Linked DNA regions of Gossypium hirsutum: all the other regions are linked to region 3. Evidence: chromatin contacts called from public Hi-C data. All regions are on one chromosome and are shown on one strand. Each heading gives the region's core, a stretch centred on a gene start, on an enhancer-like site or on the middle of the called end of the contact. The rest is flanking DNA. Distances are from core to core; before and after follow the strand shown. Region 1 holds the start of LOC107914741 (late embryogenesis abundant protein D-34-like). Region 2 holds the start of LOC107914765. Region 3 holds the start of LOC107914699.

Evidence for each region. Hi-C and Micro-C count contacts between places; a contact is called where the count stands out from the background.
Region 1: a Hi-C map of leaf shows a contact between it and region 3, with 1.6 times the contacts expected there. The contact joins the promoter of LOC107914741 here to the promoter of LOC107914699 in region 3. A contact is called at or near these places in 2 of 34 Hi-C or Micro-C datasets (both in leaf).
Region 2: a Hi-C map of hypocotyl shows a contact between it and region 3, with 2.8 times the contacts expected there. The contact joins the promoter of LOC107914765 here to the promoter of LOC107914699 in region 3. A contact is called at or near these places in 7 of 34 Hi-C or Micro-C datasets (callus, hypocotyl, leaf and 1 more).

What each region holds. Positions count from the first base shown.
Region 1 is chrD08:9,827,034-9,829,733 of Gossypium_hirsutum_v2.1, forward strand. It overlaps LOC107914741 (late embryogenesis abundant protein D-34-like), which reads left to right and starts at 1,377. Exons shown (of 5, transcript XR_005917492.1): 1 at 1,377-1,919; 2 at 1,996-2,280; 3 at 2,366-2,563. It overlaps LOC107908186 (late embryogenesis abundant protein D-34-like), which reads left to right. Exons shown (of 3, transcript XM_016835436.2): 2 at 1-128; 3 at 231-608. The coding sequence ends at 398.
Region 2 is chrD08:9,808,449-9,811,148 of Gossypium_hirsutum_v2.1, forward strand. It overlaps LOC107914765, which reads right to left and starts at 1,318. Exons shown (of 3, transcript XM_016843789.2): 1 at 1,036-1,318; 2 at 1-919. The coding sequence starts at 576.
Region 3 is chrD08:9,955,204-9,957,903 of Gossypium_hirsutum_v2.1, forward strand. It overlaps LOC107914699, which reads right to left and starts at 1,284. Exons shown (of 8, transcript XM_041099814.1): 1 at 1,087-1,284; 2 at 1-987. The coding sequence starts at 802.

The DNA of each region.
Region 1 (2,700 bases), core at 127-2,626, 130 kb before region 3:
AAGCGAGGGCTGCTAGCAGCAGGCTAACTCAACATAGTGGTCTTGGCACTAGAGCTCAAGCTGCTGCCACTTTCAACGACCGTGCGTCTTATGGTCATAATAAGATCACTATATCAGATGTTTTATCGGTAAGTTTAAAGATCGATCACGAGGTCATTTGGTTCTGTTTGTTATTATTAATTAATTTTCGAAAACTGTTATTTTCTGAATTTTCTTCGGGGTGTGTACAGGATGCTTCGGAAAAGCTGCCTACGGTTAAAGCGGTGACAAATGAAGATGCAGAAGAGGTGAGAGGGGCGGAGCAAAGAAACAAGGCTGACATGATAGCCACGGCTGGAGGAGTGGCGGATACCATGGCGACAGCTGCGAAGTTAAACAGGGACATTCATACGCCCTGATGCTTGTATTACATATTTATACATTATATAGTAGACTTAGTTGATATTAAGGGCCGCGGCCGGCTCTTTATCGTCCGAGTTTTATTAGCGTAAGACTCCATCTGGGTTGTACTGTGGCTCCTGTAGCTGTCTTCAACTTCCTGTATCGAAGCTGTTTTACCTTTGAATCTTCCTGCCTTGATTAAATCAGAAATTGAGCCTTCAATTAAATTGTGAAAAAAAAATTATTTTCATCATCACATTCATAGTAAGAGTGTTATTAAATCTAATAATATTTATAAGTTGAATAAAAACATGGCGAAAAACAAATAAAGTCTGTAGTTTAAAAGCAAAGAAAAAGAAAACATCGTCATCAACTCCACTTCTTACTCCCCTTTTGTTCAACAAATTTGCCAAAGAGGTAGTGAAGTTGGTTGGCTACCAGATCATTATTTTAAGGCTTTGGCTCGTGGAATTGAGTAATTACCTTCCCTTGAGACGCCATTTCAGCATCAAAGTAGATAAAAGGTGATGAGTTCCTGGTTGATTGCCAACTGGAGAAGGCACCTACTTCCTCAGAATTAACTCTATATGTAGGCAGACTTCCTAAATTAATTACATATTTTTAAATGACATTATTAATTTCAGAGTTTTGTTTAAAATGAATCTAGAAAATCAAAGAAGGAAAGGGAAAGTGTAGGTTGGGATAAACTCTCTCAACATGCTTGATGATCTCTTGATAAAACAATATTTGACCTGCTAAACATACACAAATCGATTAAAAACCAAGTTAATGTATTTATTTTTCAAAATATAATTTCTTTTACTATTTAATGAAATGATAAGGAATGAGGTTCTCTCATACCCATACCTACAATATAATGCTGCCATTGAGTCAATTGATTATTCACAATGAAATGATATTCATACAACCGCGAACCGCCAAAGCCTAACGAGCCAAGTACTTCCGCACTATCTTCTTTAAATGCCATTTGTCAAAGTGGTTCCACAGCTCTCTTCGCCACGCTGACACCTGTAATCCCAAGACTCCACCGTCACCATGGTTGTTTGCCGCACCGAACCAGCGACTCCGTCCTTAAAGCACCCTGTGCGATTCCCTCAGCAGCCACACTGCTCGATTGCTTCCCTTTCTCACTTCTCACTAGTCAGTTCAACACCCATTACGCTAAACATCCGATCAACGAAACTATGAGCCAGCAACAACCACGACGGCCTAAGCCCGATCATTCCCGTGATCAAGAACCTATTAAGTATAGCGACGTTTTTAGCGTCACCGGTGAACTCGCTTCGAAACCTATTGCACCACAAGATGCGGCCGCCATGCAGTCGGCTGAGACCAGGGTCCTTGGACAAACGCGGAAAAGTGGTCCCGCAGCTGTCATGGAATCTGCAGCCGCCGCCAATGAGAGGGCAGGCCTCGTTCGCCACGATCAAGCAAACGTTACCGGAGATGAAGGCGTCACCGTAACTAAGACCAACGCGGGTGGTGAAGCTTGGATCACGGAAGCCGTTGAGGGACAGGTATAGAATCATTATAAAATAAGTTTTAATGAGTTATATTAAGCTTTAATGCTAACGTTGTTTTGATGAGAAAAAGGTTGTTGGGCAATACATTCAACCCGAAGTTCCGGCGGTGAACAATCCATCGGTTACTCCTGACCCGATAACAGTCGGAGAAGCTTTGGAGACGGCGGCCTTATCTGCTGCTGATAAAGCAGTGGAGCTGACCGACGTGGCCGCAATTCAAGCGGCTGAGAGGAGAGCTACTGGCATTAACGAGACACTGCCGGGCGGAGTAGCCGCTGAAGCCCAGTGTGCAGCCACTCGGAATGCCCGAACCATGCGGTTTGAAGATAAAACCACCCTGTCCGACGTTTTATCTGTAATAATCTTACACCCGAAGCAAATTAATCATAAAAATGTTGTGATGATTTTGTTTGTTAACAAGGTTTGGAAAATTGGTGCAGGATGCAACTACGATGTTGCCTAGGGACAAGGCAGTGACCCCTGAAGATGCAGACAGGGTGGTAGCCGCGGAGCTGAGAAATAATCCATACATGAGTACCGCGCCAGGGGGAGTGGCTGCTTCCATGGCTGCTGCTGCTAGGCTTAATCAAAACTCCACTACTTAAATCTTTGGAGATATATATCCTACTTGTGTGTTGGTTAGTTGTTTACTTGAAGCCAAGTTATGTTTGGTGTACAAGCTTTTTTAATTTTGGTTGTGGTTTCGGGTAGTATGGTGATATATATACAGTTGGTTTGAAATATATGCATACGTATTTCCTGCTTTCAATGAATG
Region 2 (2,700 bases), core at 68-2,567, 150 kb before region 3:
GGCAGCACTACAAAAAACTTCAGCTACAGAAGGGTCAAGCTCCCTGGTAGGAGATGCAGGTGCAGACTTAGCAGTTTGGTGAACATCAACAATGGGGTAAGCAGCAGGCAAATCAAGAGACACTGTCCTCTTCACCCGAAGCGAGAATTTCGGTATTGGCAAAGAACTAGGAGGTGGTGAATTGGAATAAGCAGGTCCAGCCCAAAGCTCAGAGTACAGAAAACCTTCCCCAGGGATTTCCACATTAAAGGGCTTATCATTTCTAGGGGCTCTACTGCAATTGATAGGAATAGGAGAGCTTTTCCTTGTAGCTTTGGAATGTGTTCCATCAGCAAAAGGAGATGGCGTTTTTGGGGAAGATGATGAAGAGGGAGGGGAAGATGGCCGTTTGGTTAAAGGAGTAGCGCTATACTTAAACGGGGTCGGGAGTAATCCTGCTCCAGATTGAAAAGTCCTACAATTAACCCCTCTGAAATTCCTAGATGGTTGTGATGACCCAAATCTGGCAGGCCCATGTGGCTTCACCCTGCTACAGTACTGACTCCTATGCTGCGCTACCACAACAAGAGTCTCCATACTTTTTCCTTAAATTTGATGATAAAAACCAGAGATTCAACAACACAGTTCGGTCCTATTACAACCCAACAAAGAAAACAAACCAAATCCTTCAAAAATCCCCTAAATCCTTGTTACAGATCACTCAAATTTAATAAAGGAAACAACTTTGAGGCCAAATCATGCCCAGAACAACATCGTAAATTTCTCCGCCATCGCAGATGCGATAAGATGGTACTAAAATCGAAGTGATTTACTTACTGGATCAGGAAACCCCTTAGATTCAAAGGTTCATGGGCAATAACAAAAATTCACAACTTTATAACCTCGAATCAGACAAGATCTTCATAGATCAGTCATCAAACTGTAACAAAAACAAATTACAAAACCAAAAAAAAAATCAAATCTCAAACTAAAAGCAAGCATAAAATACAGGGTAAATTTCTCGAGGAAAGAAAAACCAAGGAGTGGAAAAATTACCGGAAAAGTTGTGGAGTGAAGTGATGTGATATTCGTTAGATCTGAGAAGGGAGTGAAAGTTTCTTCTTCTTTCTTTTTCTTGTTCTTCTTCTGGGGAAGGATGATTTCATGTAAACTGGTGTTGGGTGAATGATTTTGTCCTTCGGTTTCAGGTATTTTTTTTAATAAAAAAATTTGTTTTGTGGGCTCAAATCATCAAAACGCCATGGAAATGAGATTGTGGAGAGCGTTAGAGAGAGAGAGAAAGGAAGCAAAGTCCCACGGATCTGAAATGACTTCCTCACAGTTAGATTTAAATATTGTACAGGTACTGGGGGGATGCTCTTTCACGTTTGGTTTTACGAAACTAGTCCTCGTTTTCAACCCTATTTACGATTTTGACATTTTGTCTTTCTTTGGAATCCATCCCAAACAAAATTAGAAAGTAAAAAAAGGGGGGTTAAGTATCCATTCCTTCCTTGTGATTACACTTTTAAGTTTTAGGGTAAACTATCACATATAGTCCTCCAATTATAACAAAATACATTTTAGACACTAAAAATAAAAATTTGTAATTCAGGCACCCACGTTACATAGTTCGGTCATTTTGGAATCTAACGTTGCAGTTAAATAAATAGGTATAATAATTAAAAAAAAATCCAATCACCATGTTTATAGCTTTCTCAAAACTATAATCTAACAATGGCCATGTCACCTTTCTCCTTTAGATAGTTGCAAAAGAGTAAGATCTGATACATCTCTTTAACTTAGTTTGCCTGCAATTTCTGAAATTTTTGGAACACTAGTTTAAAGAGAAATCATCCCATGCAAGGAGAATATGGCAGAAAAAATACGTGAAGAAGGAAAGACACTGACATCACATGATATTTGAAGAATGTAAACAAGCAACCAGCTAACAAAGGCTTCACACCATCTCGTCTAAACATGGCGTACACCATAAAAGTATGAGAGTTGAGACGCCTACCTTCCAATCAACCTGGGCATTTGCTTTAGCATCATTTTTACCCCGAGGGGTGACAGATTTTTATTTTATTTAATATTCGTATGAAATTTAAATTTAATGAAGATCAATTTGAGAATATTTGTAAATTTTGAGAGTTAATTTTTTAAAATTATGATTAAATTGATATAATACGTAAAAGCTGAGGACTAAATTTATCATTATACCAATTTTTTTACCGGTTTACCTTGATTTTATTATTATTATTATTATTATTATTATGTTTTGATTCATCTTCAGTCTTTTCTTAGTATATATTTTTCTTCTAATTTTTCTTGTTGTTTATATATTTTTAGCGTTTATAGTAGTTTATTTTTAAAAAAATTTATTCAAACACAATTAATAATAAATCAAAATTCTTTCTTAATAGGCATAATAATTTATTTGACCTTCCAACTTTTAAAAAAAATCATATTAGCCCTCCATTTAATTTCCACCTCTTTTAGCCCTTAAACTTACATTATTTGTCAAATCCCTCCAAAATGAATGAAAAAGTTAATGTTTATTTATTTTGATGACGTGGCAATCGACATGTATACCCATTAGCAACTAATTATTTTTTAAAATTAAAAATATATATTTTTATACTTTTTATAATAACTTTAAATTTTTTTAATTTTATAAATTTTAAAAAGAATTAATTAAATGTTGATGTATCATATACA
Region 3 (2,700 bases), core at 34-2,533:
CACCATTGCCTAGTACCTTAGGTGGTCTGCCACGCTTGCGCTTGAGCTCCTTCCTCACTTTACCATCTGGGTAATCATTCTCTCGTACTTGCAGCTCAGATGTCTTCTTCTCAGACCCGTTCTTCACCAGAAACTTGGGTGGTCTCCCACGCTTGCGTTTTCCCATCTTACCCACCTTACTCTGCACATCCTTCACTTCACTATGAGACTGATCATTCCCCTTATCCAGCAACTTGGGTGGTCTCCCACGCTTACGCTTTCCCATCTTACCCACCTTACTCTGCACATCCTTCACTTCACTATGAGACTGATCATTCCCCTTATCCAGCAACTTGGGCGGTCTCCCACGCTTACGCTTTCCCATCTTACCCACCTTTCTCTGCACATCATTCACTTCAGTATGAGACAGATCATTCCCCTCCTTAACCACCTCAGTTGTTTTCATTTCAGAACTACTGTCATCCTCAGTTTTATCAACCTTGTCACCTTCAATCACACTCTGATTCTTGACTGCAGACCTCGACCTTAAAACCCTGCCAGAAAACTGCACTTCACCTTTTAAGCCTTCCTCCTTGGCATTTTTCTTCACACTGTCTTCTTTATCATCTTCATTAACCTCCACCAATCCCTCTTTTTTCTCAAATTCAACCTCTTTCAAAGAACACACTAACGGCTCTTCGTTTAAATCAAGAACCATTAGCTTCAGATCATCCCCTTTATTTTCCACAATGTCTTGCCTTGGCAAAACCTCACTTTCATCAGGTTTAAACTGCAAACAGCTAGTTTCGAAGCCCCCACCCATCTCCTACAGAACCCTAAATTCAAACAGGCTGCTCTTTTTTTTTCTTCGCTCACAAAATCCCCTCACTGGATTGCATATTAACACAAAACAGTAAACAAGTCACATTGGGTTTCTCTTTGACAACAGAAAATTTCACTGCCCAAACTACACAACAGGATCTAGCAAAAAATCTAAAAATCAAGACCCTGAAAATTCAAAAACCAGGAGAAATCAATAAAAATAATTATTATTAAAAAAACGTGCCAGAGTGTCGTGTCAGAACCGGCGGAGATCATGAACCTTACCCCCAATGCAGCAGATTGAACGGAATCTTACCGTCCTATGGCGTCGTACAATACTATAGAGAGATGAAGGCGAAGGTCATTCTAATGGCGTTTCAAATCTTTTGGGAATTATTTGTTGGGGTTTCAGAGAAAGAGAGAATTGGGGTTTTTGGGTTTCAAGGTCTCTTTACTACGGCTTATTGGTGGTTTGGTTGTATGCACCAAACCACTATGTTGGATGGGTAAAATTGTCTTTTCCAATTGTATCTTCATTTTTATTTTCCCTCCATATTTGCGCACATTTTCTCCTTCCTAAATTGAAAATCAAAACTTGCTTTGTCCAAATATTCAATTTTAATAAATCAAACAGTTCTTTCCTTCTTTTACCGACCATTCTAATAACAGACCGTCAAAACCAGATTTTGAAAGAAAGCTAACCGTTAGATCTTCGTTACTGTTATCTCAACCATTAAAATTAATCACTGTTAATAAAAATAAATCAACACTTGTTAATTGAGTTTTAGCTCAAGTGGATAAAGGAATTTAGGTTTCGAATGCATTGGTCAATCTTTGGTTTTAGTCCCTTTAGTTTGTTAAAATTGTAGATTTTGTTAAACGTAATTTGGTTACTCTATCTTTATAATATCATTAATTAATTAAAATGATTTCACAATTAATTATTTGACTTAAAATTATTGACTTGATTTTTTTTTAATTGTCGATATTATAAAATAATAAAAAATCAAATTATGTCAAATTAACTAAATTTTGAAATTGAACCTACTAAAGGGATTAAAAGCAAAATTTAACCAATATATTCAAAATCTAAATTCCTTGTCTTTTTTCGTTTCTTCCGTCCCTACATGTCTCTTTTTTTTGGAAGAATGTTTCATAATCCCAATCCAGCTGTCTAACAGGTCGGGATTACAAGTTCTTTTTATAAATTAGTCTTATGGAATCTGTACCCTTTATATAAAAGCATTTAATTGAATTTATGTTTTAAATATTAATTCAGTTTAAAAATAATTAAAATAATTTTACCTTTTTTAAGTAGTGTTTGAAAACCTTCTAGTAATTAGATTTAGGGTGGGTTAGGGTGCGTTTAGCTTACAATTTATCTCGCATTACAATATTGCTGCAGTATCTAATCTTACCGTCACTATTGTTTTTACACTAACCGCAAACTCACTCTTAGTGTAATTGCTTGCAAATTACACAATCGTGGCATGTTTAAGTAATTATTGTAATTTGTGGATCCCACCTACACTTTCCAAATCATAGAAGAGGGTGAGAATTGGAGTAACTACATTGATAATTACACCCAAATCTATTTTTAAAATTTATTTTTATATAAGTTATAAAAATTATTTTATAAATATGAACATGTAGGAGTGTTTTGGATGATTGTGGCCAAAAAATTCTTATATTATAAATCCTAAAAATTTATATTATAAATTTTTATCATACTAATAATTTGTTATAGTAATTAATACTTTTTTTAAATTATAAATGATGTAACTGTGTAATTACAATTTGTACTACCAAACACGATATAGAGAATTACGATGTAATTACACTTTGTCAGTCAAACACGCTTAAGGAATTATAATTCTTTGTAATTACAATAGAGTGTAA